Linked DNA regions of Mus musculus: region 1 is linked to region 2. The links are chromatin contacts, called in public HiChIP or PLAC-seq maps. All regions are on one chromosome and are shown on one strand. Each heading gives the region's core, a stretch centred on a gene start, on an enhancer-like site or on the middle of the called end of the contact. The rest is flanking DNA. Distances are from core to core; before and after follow the strand shown. Region 1 overlaps Cdkal1 (CDK5 regulatory subunit associated protein 1-like 1). Region 2 has its middle 170 kb from the start of A330102I10Rik.

Region 1 (6,435 bases), core at 2,234-4,733, 360 kb before region 2:
CTTTTTAATAGATTTTGTTCTTGTTGCTAATTCTTGATTCTCTTAAGTCATAACTGAGCCACCGTTCACAGTTACCCTGGGGTCCCCTGAGTCATGTACATAGTTATTTTTGCAGGTTTGAAAATAATAAAATATTAATATTATCTAAAGAAAGAATAGTTTCTGGAGCTCTTAGCTCCAAGCTGTGGGATGTATTGCTGATAATTAAAAGCTTTGCTGTGGGCATTCTTCTGTACAACTGGAATCTCTCCATGTTCATTTGTTGCCTCTCTTGGCTATTACAATTTAAATGTTCTTTGAAAGTCCTTTGTCATGAAATGTCCATTTTAAGATAGTTTCTAGAAACTTCTTTCATGTTTCCCACTGGAGACTACATTAATGCCCCTGTATGTTGAGGTCTTTATAAGCAAAGGATAAACTGAGCCTGACCTAACTTCACACTCACTTGGTTTACTTTAGCCTTTTGAATCGTTTGGCCTTTTGATATCAGCTAATCCTCTCACTGAATATGTGTTCAGGACTGGTCTGTGTGTCTGTCAGGAAACATTGGTGGCTATTGCTCATTCTGTTTCAATCATTTTTAATAGCACTAGGTGATCCAAAAGTATTCTCTTGTGGTTTTCGGAGGGCTCCTATTGGGAGCTATAACTACCTGCTTAGTTGTCCTTTCTGAGAAAAAGGGCTTGCTCTGTAGTCCAGACTAACCCGGAACTTGGAAACCTAGATTGGCCTTATACTTGGGACAGTCCTCCTGCCTCAGCTTCCTGGTATGTGCTGCCTATCCAAGCTCAAGCCACAGCATTTGAAGATAGGATTCCTTATGGCAACATAAACAAACAAACAAACAAACAAACAAACAAACCTTCCTAAGGTCTGAACCAGTTAGTGTAGAAGGGTTTCCAAGGCTTAGTTTGTGCACAGCCATCTTTTTTTTTTTAAATATGAAAACAAAGTGAGCATTATTTTAATTCAATAAAGGAAAACAGATTAAAGTAGTTACTATGGACAAAAATGGGTTTCTTATAATTAATAATTTGTGAGTTAATCCTTAACTGTGTTTGACATTGGGGGGGGGGGTTGGTAACAGACTGACTAATGAGTTCCTAGTCTGTGGAGGAACTGTCTCCATTCCCAGGCTTACGGCGTTCAGTGAGTGTTCTCTGAGTGGGTCTAAAGCTCGAGCTTTGATCAGAGTGCTTTGGAGAAGCATGCTTGAACTGATTGGCTGTGAATGTTAATGACTTCATAGGGCACACTGGTGATTTATGACATGGTTGAAACTCTCTGGTGTTCATAAAATGAACTTAATAACCCACTGCCACAGAGGGATAAGCTGCTTTCTCTCTGCATTTGAGTGCCCACCCTGCTTGCATAGTAGTGCTAAGAAATCCTGCATTAGAAGGATGAGCAGCTGTGTGGTGAAGGATTGTTAATTATCCTCTTTAATCCACAGAGGGTGTTTGTGAGATATGGCTGACCAGCGAGGACACCGGGGCCTATGGCAGAGACATTGGCACAGATCTCCCCACACTCCTGTGGAAGTTGGTGGAAGTGATTCCTGAGGGAGCCATGCTGAGGCTGGGCATGACAAATCCACCATATATTTTAGAACATCTGGAGGTAAGGGAAAGTCACATTGACACGCTAACACATGTCCCCAGCACAGACCATGTGATAGCCTCAGGATCATCATACAAGCTTCATTTTGAACCATTGTCACGTGTGTCTGTGGTCTCACAGTCCCGAGAGAGAATGAGACTTGCAAAGCTCCTCTCTCTATCATTTTATCCCATTGACGTTTGTGTACTTCCTCAATATTTGATTAATGTGTGTGTGCACGTGTGCGTGCGTGTTTGTGCGAATGTGTACCTGACTGGCCTGGAACGTGTTGGTCTCTAACTCAGAGATCTGCCTTCCCTCTGCTCCTGAGTGCTGGGATTAAAGGTTTGAACTACCACACTTTGCAGTTTATTTTCACTTTAATGTTTTTATATATGTCTGCATTAGTGTACACCACTTGTAAAAGGGTTCCCAAGGAGGGCAGAAAAGGGGGCTGTCTTCCTGGAACTAGAGTTACAGGCAATCGTGAGCTACTCCATGCAGTTGCTGGAAAGCAGGCTTGGATCCTCTGCAATAGTAGCAAATGCTTTAGCTACTGAGCCATCTCTCCACTCCTCCTTATAGTCATCAGTATTTAATGCTCCTTATGTTATTTAGGCCCCCTGGCATCTGTCCATGGGTCTTTGCTGCTTTTTTTTTTTTTTTTTTTTTTGTCTTTTAGTTAGTTTCTCTACAGTTAATTTTTTTGGTTCCCGTAGTTTGAGACTTTGCCTAGTTGAGAATTGCAAATATATTGGACTAATTTTGCAAGCAAGAGTCAGTATTCATGTTGTATTTTAACTGTTTGTAAAAATGCTGTGTCTTAAGTTGGAGGTAACTTCACAGTTTTACCTTTTTGTTTTTCTTCTGGAGAGTAGGGATCAAGTAGAATCAAAGGAATGGAGGAATTGAAACATCAGGATTTGTCTGTAAGCAAAGGAGGAAACATAGTTTAGGGACTTCTATACATCAGAATTTGACCTTTAGATTAGGTATCCAAATGTCAAACTAGAAAAAATTAGGCACATGTCCAAGGCTCTGTGGTATCTGATGGCAGATACCACATAAAGCCAAGCAAAGAATGTGGACAAAGGAGCAGTTGTTCCAAAGAAAAAGAACATTCTAGGATCCACAATTCTTATTTGAGAAACATTACTGTAGATCCAGAGTCTGGGACCCAAGCCCAAGTTAGTCACATGGACTGTTAAAAAAAACAAGTTTTGTTTTTCATTAAGGGTGTTCTTTGTACTACGTTTGTATAGAAAAGTTATGTTTCAAAAAGCTAAAAGCAACCATAGTTGCTAAATTTTACTGCCCAAATGGCAATAGTTATTTAACCATTAGCTATGTTGCTTGGAGGAGGTCGTGGGGATCTGGGGAGATGGCTCGAAGATTAAGAGCACTTACTGCTCCTCCAGAGTTGGTTTATACTGCCCGCACTGCGTGGCTCACAGCTGCCCATCATTACAGTTCCAGTGCATTCCATGGTTCCCTTTTCTGCCCTCTGACACTCCCCTACACTCACAGCAGACACTCATACTATATATATTTTAAAAATTATTTCAGTGAGCTTGTTGAGAGTTTTGTTACATAGCAACCTTAATATCAGTAGCATATTTTAGAAATCCTTCCAAGGGTTGATGACAAACTGGTAATGTAATATATGAAGGAGATATGTTTCGGGTTTGTTCTCCACATTTTTCCAGCTCAGTGTTCGTGTAGACATGTGATTTAGAGAATGACTTTCATGCTTCATACAGTGTTGGCTGATTATAATTTGCTATTTTAAAATGAGTCACAAGCATGTCAACTTGTACTTAACACTTTGACTTAACACTTGAGAAAAGCAAGTGCTCTCAGTTAAAGCGGAACTATGGCAGTCTCGCTGTGTTTGCAGGAAGTGTGAGGCAGGCATGGCGGAGGCCCGACAATGTGCTGGATGTGTCTTTGGTAGGAAGGGGGTTGGGCTTTACTGATACACAGTTGATGGTAATATGCAAATTCCTTTAGATTGGAAAGAAAGTTGATCCAGATTCTAAAGCAGTTTTGACAAAATTCAGGTAGGAAGAAATCACAAGGGAAAAAGAAGAAGATTGCTCAAAGGTGTCAGGCAAGTCCCTCTTGGAATGGACCCAGCATTTTAATTGGTGGCAGGATTGTAGCCACAGATGCTGTCTTCATAGCACGTGCCAGAGCAGACCATATAAAGCAGTGATTGGCTTGTTGGCCTCCCAGAGGTGTTCTGGAAGACCTTGCAGGACTCACAGTGTTGTTCAGGGTAACTTCTGTGTCTGGAAAACACCACATGGTCAGTTCCTGAATTCTAGACATGTAAAACAGGCCTGGCTCTTTTTTTTGTTTTTAAATTTTGTGGTGCTGGCAAGGTCCCAGGAATGCTGGGTATGTGCCCTCAGCTCTGCTCCATCCCCACCTCAACGTGATAAGAAATTATAATTGTCATGATTTAGTACTCTCTTATTTGCTTTAAAGCTGTCTTGGCCTTTCCTCATTCACTGACATTGTTTTAATCAAGAGTGCTCAGTAGATGAGTATGAAAGATTGAATAAAGAAAAGAGTTGTCTTCATTAAAAAACAAACAAGCAAACAAACAAAAAAACTGTAGAGCCCACATAAAATCACACACTTCGAAGTCATGACACTGTGAGCAATAGGGACAGCAAAGGATGGCGATGTAAATGAGTTTCTAGGATAAGAGCATGCCTGTAGAAAGTCATGGTTTCATGTTACGAAGAGTAGCATGAGATAAATGGAGACCTTCCTGAGAATAGGCCATCTAACCTGACACAAGGATCAAAGGCAGGCATACAATGGAAACATCCCAGACCTTTGGAAGTAAGAGCTATTAAACTCTTAGCATCTTGACAGTATATTCACACCTTGCTGGTACATCCATCCTCCTTGTTGCAGATCAGTGTTGTGGTTGACAAATATACCCTGTGTGACACAAAAGTTACCCTGGGTTTGAGGGTCCAAAGGAGCTTCAGAAAGGAGACTAAGTCAAGATAGTCAGTCCGTCACCCAGACCTTCTTCACCATCCTCTCGCTGGGCCAATTTCACTCAACAGAAAGTGTACTGGACTTACCTAGGATGCTTGGAAGACACCAAGAAAAAATGAAAAGAAGGGGCAAGGTGCTAACAAGGGCAACATGGTACAAGTGAAAAACAGGAGGAGGCCAGGCAGTGGTGGGACACCTTTAATTGGGAGGCTGAGGCAGGTGGATATCTGTGAGTTCAAAACAACAAAGGGAATTGGGTGAGGGCTGAAACAGTTGGATCAGGAACCTACTGTTCAAATACCAGCTCTGAACAGTAGTACTCCAGAAGGGAAGATAGGTGATCTGTTTGTACAACATGGCTTTCTGTGATCCAGGAAGATGCTTCACACTATAGACTTTAATTAAGGAGAATTCTGTTCTTTTCACATCTATGTGACTTGCTTGATTTCTTTCTTTCTTTTCTTTCTCTCTTTCTCTCTTTCTTTCTTTCTCTCTCTTTCTTTTTTTTGATATCTTGAAATAGTTTTTTTTAATTCACTTTACATCTCAATATCAGCTCCCCCTCCTTCTAGTACCTCTCCCTAGTCTTCCCTCCCTTTCTCCTTTGAGAAAGGAGAGCCCTTCTTCAACACTCCTCATAACCTCCCCACTCCATAGAGATTACAAGTCAGTTACAGATTTGTGCTCAGTAAGACATATGGCACCCCAAGGTTAATGCAAGCAGGGATACTTTCAACGCTCTCTATGCTTTTGTTTGGAAATATTTTAGTTACTACAATAGTCAGCCTCCTGCTACTCGTGATATTAGCAGGCTTGTTTCTAGCTAAGTGACCTTATCCTTTAACCTAATTGTGCACTTACTAGAACTCATGTGTCTGATGAAAGACAATGGATAGCTGTCAAGGATTCTGGGTACATGGTAATTTATGAACATTAATAATATGTTTGGCTTGGCAGACTGTTTAAAATGCCTCATAATGTCAATATAATGGCAGACTCAGGACCTGTTGTACTCGCATGTTATCAAAGTAGTTCAAAATTTCCAGACTGAACAGTTCAAATGGGATTTTTTTTTATATCTCCTCCCTGCCCAGGATTGATATTTTCCGGAACAATAGAAGCATATGTAAATAGATTCTGAACTGTTTTATGCTAAATATTTTCTGGGTTTTGACAAATAAAACTGTGTGTTGGGTGGTTTTAAGCAAAAAAAAAAAAAAAAAAGAAAAGAAAAGAAAAAGAAAGAAGAAAGAAAAAGAAAGGAAGGCTAAAAGGAAGGGAGTTATTTCTGTCATCAGCACACATGTGCAGGTCCACCCGACTGCTGGAACCTTCTCTTTTGCTCGTGCTGCTCACAGGTCTCATTCATCTTACTCTAGCACTTGCATGTAAACATCAGGAGGGCAGTACAGTCTTTGAAGATAGGGAGCAAGTTTATGTCCATCTGAAAATGGTGAGGAAGAGGAAGGGAGGAAGAAAAGTAATCAGGAAAGCTTACATTCATACATACATACACATGTACACATACCTATGTATTTATGTGCAGGTGTGTGTGTGTGTGTGTGTGTGTGTGTGTGTGTGTGTATGTGTGTGTATGAGTTTACCCGTACCAGTACCAGAAGGGACTATTTTGAGTGGGAAGGAAGAGATTTAAGGAAGAATCATGGGGTGGTATGATAACCTATAAGGACATACATATATGGAAATGTCATAATGGCATTCACACACAGCACCCATGTGGTAGCTGACAACCATTTGTGACTCCAGTTCTAAAGGATACCATACCCTCTTCTGGATTCTTTGGACATGAAGCACATG
Region 2 (6,192 bases), core at 2,151-4,650:
TGTTTCCACCATCTCCAGCATCATAAGGGGGTAGAGCTGAGTGTGGTTGCGATTTTCCTCTGTGAAACACAAGTTCCCAGTGAAAGTGAGTGGCCCCTATGACATGCTAGTGACTCTTCATTGTCAACTCAGCTGGATTTAGTATCACCATGGAAACACACCTCTGGATGTGTCAGTGAGAGTTTTTTCCAGGAAACTTTAACACAGTAGGGACGCCCCACCCTGAGTGTGAATGGCACTATCCATGGGGCCTCTGACCAAACAAAAGGGAGAAATGAGAACCAGCAACATCCATCTCTCTCTCTCTGTTTCTTGATTGTGGACACAGTGCCACCGGCTACCACAAGATCCTGCCACCATGCCTTCTCCTCCGTGACTGAGTGTGACCTTACACTGTTGAGACAGAGTAAACCTTCCTTACTCATGTCACTTTTGTCAGGCACTTTGTCATAGCAACACAATGGAAACTTACACAACTGACTTCTCCATTTACCCCAGCTGCCTGATGGGACACCTTTCCTCTTCACTTGCAATCTTCCTTCCTACCCAAACAGTTCTCCATCACGACCCCCATTAACACACCTCTGTCCTGGTCCAGAACCATTACACAGGTCTCAGTGGTGGGTCTGGAGGAAGGTCTTTATACTTACGATACGGAACTACAGAAGTTCAACACTTCTTCAGTAGTTGAATCAGAATCCCTTGGGGGTCAGCCATGGTATTAGGCTCTAGATCCTCACATGACGTGAGTTTGTGGGCTGTACCCATGGGTTTGGTGATAAGGGTGAAGTGAAGGCCTCACTTAGTCTGTGGGCCTCAACTGTGTGCGGACTCCTATCTGGTTTTGTCAAAGAAGCCATTGTTCGAGTTTGATAACACTTGTGTCACCAGTAATGTGGATTTTAATTGGTAAGAGCATGATGGTACTATTTCCTGGTCATCCTCACTGCGAAATCCTGTAGGGAGGTGAAATGTTCATAGTTATGGCACAGGTATCTCTGGGTTCCCAGTCATAATGCCTTCAAAACATTACCAAAATGTTTCTCCAGGGATAGAAGTTCTTTGATTGACTCAAATAAAACAGCCTGCACTTGACATCATAAAAAGAAGTGTTTCTTCATGAAATATGAACTTCAACCAAACTGTGTGTTGCATCTCAGCCAGAGCCTATGTCCTCCACTGAAGAAGTTATTAGAGAAAAAGGCCAACCTTCCATTTGGACGGTCACCAATCAGATTAGCAATTCCTCTTAGAAGGAAAAACAGCAGAGGCAGTTATGTGCGGAGACTTTGACTGAACTCGGGCCTAGGATGTGACAGGTCCTGTCAGTTGTCACTTCACTGGGTCAAGGCCTGATCAGAACCTGTGCTCTGTCTAATCCAGGGCTTCAGGTTGGTATTTCTTCCCTGAATGACCTCTCTGTAGTTTGTGGTTTTGCTCAGTGAAGGTTTTTCCAGAAGCCAATGTGAGAAGCATGGGTTCTAAGAGCTTCTTTGATGAGAACCTTAAAATGATCTGGCATCCAAAATGTTTGGAAAACTTATCAGACTTTAATCCCTACTTGGGGATTCATAACAAACACAGAAGGCCTTCTTAAGCTCGGGTCATGTGGAGTTTCTCAAACACATGTGACTCCAGAATGTCTTTTTTCTTGCCAGCTACACGGAGAGAGACGTGTTCTGGAAAACACTGACACAACAGCAAACATTGGATCTAAGAGGCTGTGTCTGTGTCTCCACTCACTTTCTGATTGATCCTATCAGGAAGATATCAATGAGTCTCCATTATCTACATATAGAATGACTCTACACTACACTGGTCCGATCTGTCTGTCATGCAGTGAGAAATAAATGCCAATGCCAACAGCTCTAAGATAATGACAGGGGCCAGTGAGAGGGCACAGCACATAAACTCTTGCCACACAATCCTGATGACTTGAGCTTGACCCCTGGGACCTAAAGGACACTGACTCTTTAGAGCTGTCCTCTGCCATCCACACATGTGTGTCTATTCTCCAATCACACATCATACACACTATAATAATTAGTAATAATAAGCAAAGTAATGGGCTATTAAAATATTAATTTATATATGTATATGCCATAGATACAAAGAGCCAGCTTACTACAGCCTTTTCAGTAAAGCTGGTCCATGGCTTTGTTTTATAAATAAAGTTTTATTAGAACACAGCCATGCTCGTTTATTTACACATCATCTATGCCTAAGGATGGGCTGCAGTGGCAGAGCTGAACAATTGAAGCAGATGAACAATTCCTCCCAGGAAAGTGAAAGGCAAAGGCAGTTGCAACTGGCAAGGAACAAAATGTGCTTTTTCCTGTGTGGTTTGTAGAGACCCCCCAAAGTGTTTGCTGTTTGGCTGTTCACTGGAAAACAGAAAGAAAAACAAAAATGTGCTGACCCCTGACTTGTAATAAAGGATAATATATAGTCAAGGACGTGTTGTATCTATGGGAAGCGGAGTGACAGCGATGACTCTGTCATGTGGTACACATGGATAAAGCCCTGGCCTGATCCTTGGCTGGGGATAACTCCATCCTGCTCACCCAGGAGAGCACCAGCAAAACGGTGAAGGTGCTGCACAAACCTTCTCCTGATGATAACTTGCAACAAACCTTCTCCCGATGGTAACTTGGACGATTAACATGCCTGGGTACATGTCACAAAATCTGGAAAAGTTCCCAGTCCACCATAATTAAAAGGAGAAGTCAAAGAACATGCAACTCCAGGCGTTTAGAAGAAGCTTTGTGGCAGTTTAATGTAAACCCACCATTTGTGAGTTACCGCTGAAAGGGTGGTGTCTGTGTGAGGTTCTTGAAAACGTTAGGAAACAGGTGAGGTAGCTCAACGGGAAGAGGTGATTGCCACCAAGCCTAATGACCTGAGTTCAATTCCCAGGACCTCCAAGAGTTATCCTTTGACTCCCACCCGAGAAAGAGAGAGAGAGAGAGAGACAGAGAGACAGAGAGACAGAGATAGAGAGAGACAGACAGAGAGAGAGACAGAGAGACAGAGAGAGAGAGAGAGAACACGCTAGGGACTAGAAACAAATAGTCATATACCAGATCAATTGTTGAAAGATGAACAAATATGGAAAATCACAGTGACATTTCCAAACATTTCACCCTTAGGTGTTCTACTAAGGGATCATGATAGTTAAAATACCCAGAGAATCTGCATCCCAACATTCATTTTACTAATTTTCTAGAGCTTAGTAGCATAAACTCAACCCGCTTGCTTCATGCTCACAGCCTAAGAATACAAACAGCAAGAACCAGAAGGCATCCACCCCGGAGAGAAGAATGCTCTCACTGAGACTACGAGGGGGCCTGAAGGCTGTAGCTGGATTAATGTGTATTGCTACGGTGCCTATTCCTGGTTCCCAGGTCACGAGCTGCTAACAGCATCTGGTGTCCATATAGCTCTCCACTGAGGAATGCTTGCCGAGCTATTTGTAGAGTGCATCTCTAAGTGAGCACTTAAGACACCTCATGCTTTTCTAGGCTTCTCCCCCACTTGGCTTGGGTGTGAGGGCTGTGATTATGTTTATAACAGCAAAGGCTGACGTGCTTCAGTCACAGTGACATTTCAATGTCCTTTCTCTCCTAAGAACTGTTCTTGCAAGTGAAAACTTACCTCTTGGCCCTAAAAATTCTAGAAACTCATAGAAACAAGAGAGTAAAGATCATGACTTGGGATCAGACTAGCTAATTAACACTATGCCCATTTAATCCTGCAGGGCCACAGACATCCCATAACAATGTAGAGGCCAATGGCCTGGTCTTCTGCATGGATCTCAAGACTTTCCAAAGTTTCACAGACATGTATTATACTGTCCTCCACGCAATAGGTCTGTGTTCTCCTTATCAGACCCATCCCATGCTTCTGCGTGTCCCTGCAAGCCCGCTGTCATGAACTTTCCTGATATTCCAAAGCCTTTCCTCTGAACTTGAGAAAAGTAACTAATAATGTGCCCCACTTTTCAGAGTATATCATCAAGGCTTCTGAGGGAACTCCACACTGTGAAGGAACAAAGAAAATGTTGGAATTTGGCCTGAATTCTTTAGGAGCTGACAAGTCTCTGCTCAGGTCTAGGAAGACACTCAGAAGGTCAAGTGCTTGCCATGGGACCGTGAGCACCTACACCAGAACCTATGTAAGAAGCCAAGCGTGGTGATGCGTGTTAATAGTGTCAGCACTGGAGAGGCAGAGGCGAGTAGCAGCTCCTTGGAGCTTACTGGCCAGCCACCCTAACCTACTGGCCAAGTTACAAACCAGTGAGAGATTCTGTCTTTAAAAACAAGAGAATGTCACCTGAGGAAAAACACCAAGGTTGACTCCTGACCTCTATACATATATGTGTGCATATGTACCCACACATGAACTGAATGTCCACAGACACTGTGTGAGTATCATGTGACATGTTGGTGCTTACATATTTACTCACTGAGACTTAACCATTAAACCATGTTATCCCCTAAAGATGTCCCCAGCAGCCACAAATCTATCATGAAATATATCATGGCAATAAAAGTGGCTTGTGACAGGCAAGCTGCCACTGAAGTGTGTAAAATAATTTTTTAAAACTGGGTTAAAACAGTAGGAGGCATGATTGTCTACCAGAAATAAATGACAGTTGGAGGTCGTCAAATATAGATAGTTTCCCACTCCTGTATGGTCAATGAACTATTATTTTTAGTGTTCTCTCTGTCTCTCTCTCTCTCTGTGTGTGTGTGTGTGCATTTGTGTGTAATTACACAACATCTCAACAGTGCCCCCCCCTTGACTCCATATCTTGCCCAGAATTTCTTTGTATTCAAATCTAATGTTTAGTAAAGAGATCAGGAATGGATGGGTTGATATGTTGACCCACCAAAATGGATTATAAATGAATGATAGAGTTGGGGATAAGAAAGGAGAAAACTCTGAGGAAATAAAGCATACTTCCACAGTCTTATAGAGCTCCTTGCTATGTGAAATTGGCTGTAACTTTACCCTAATATTGGCCAGTCACAATTAATAATAATATCAACTCTTTGAGTAGCCTGTTAATGCACACAGCAGCATGCTGGAGGCTCTTTCTCATTAACCACTCAATTAATCACACCTTCTCCCTGGGGGAGGTATTAGCACTCTCTGTTTTACAGATAAGGAGCCAGATACTCAAAGGCTCAGCCCAACAACAGAGGACACTGGAGGCTGGCGATGTCATCATGAAGAGAGCTGGCAGAAATATCAAGTGTCTTTCATATTCCTGGGCTGCGCAGCTTATTCCCTATCAATTTAATTCTGACCAAAGGGTATTTTGTGGTTTCAAATTCTTGGTTGTGTGCTGGAACCCACTGGCATGGCCTCAACAGACAGCACGTCCTATGGTAATCTGGAGATCAACATAGAAGATCAGCATGCTGGCTGGACCAGTCTGTGCACTAGACTCAGCATCTTCCTTCGTCTTGGCTTCCCTTCTCATGTGTGATGCTATGCTTGCTGGTCAATTCTAGGGATGTGAGGGTAAAGGGTGGCACGCAGCTTTGCTTAGCCCAAGGATCTTGTGTGTTGATCCAGGACAGCCTGTGGGGCATGCAAACACTATATGCAATCTCTACAATGGGGCACCTACTCCCTGAAAGGCCTGTTAGCCTGCTGGACTGGCTAGTTTTATGTCAAGTTGACACAAGCTAGAGTCATCAGAGAGGAGGGAACCTCAATTGAGAAAATGCCTCTGTAAGATGTAGGCTCTAGGCAAGCCTGTAGGGCTTTTTCTTAATTAGTAATTCATGAGGGATGGTCCTGCCTATTATGGGTGGTATCATCCTTGGGATGGTAGTACTGGGTTCTATAAAAAAGCAGGCTGAGCAAGCCTCGTTGAGCAGGCCAGTATGCAATCCCCATACTTGGCCTCTGCATCAGCTCCTGTGTCCAGGTTCCTGCCTGGTTGAGTTCCTATCCTGACATCCTTTGATGATCATCTGTGATGTGGAAGCATAAGCTGAATGAACCCTTTCCACCCCAAGTTGCTTGGGTCATGGTGTTTCTTCACAGAAGTAGTAACCCCTAACTAAGACACATAGTGTGTAGTTCTCCATTCTGCAACCCATTTTTAATTGTGTTGGGGGAGGGAAAGTGGTGGTTTGACACATACCCAGTAGAAGGACTTTATGATCTATATCCATG

Evidence for each region. HiChIP or PLAC-seq counts read pairs in DNA pulled down with a chosen protein or histone mark.
Region 1: an H3K27ac HiChIP or PLAC-seq map of heart atrium shows a contact between it and region 2, with 6 times the contacts expected there. The contact joins two enhancer-like sites. A contact is called at or near these places in 3 of 115 datasets of contacts at active chromatin or transcription factors (cardiomyocytes, embryonic stem cells and heart atrium).

What each region holds. Positions count from the first base shown.
Region 1 is chr13:29,547,414-29,553,848 of GRCm38.p6, reverse strand. Cdkal1 (CDK5 regulatory subunit associated protein 1-like 1) reads left to right here. Exons shown (of 16, transcript NM_144536.3): 10 at 1,454-1,620. Among named protein-coding and RNA genes, the nearest start is that of Cdkal1, 310 kb to the left of the region's middle. Within about 2 kb of position 3,483, at least 39 of the 459 cell types and tissues checked have an H3K27ac peak or open chromatin away from gene starts, as enhancers often do. A contact at or near this core is called in heart atrium, where this site is marked.
Region 2 is chr13:29,188,004-29,194,195 of GRCm38.p6, reverse strand. It overlaps a transcript of Cdkal1 not described here. Among named protein-coding and RNA genes, the nearest start is that of A330102I10Rik, 170 kb to the right of the region's middle. Within about 2 kb of position 3,400, at least 11 of the 459 cell types and tissues checked have an H3K27ac peak or open chromatin away from gene starts, as enhancers often do. A contact at or near this core is called in heart atrium, where this site is marked.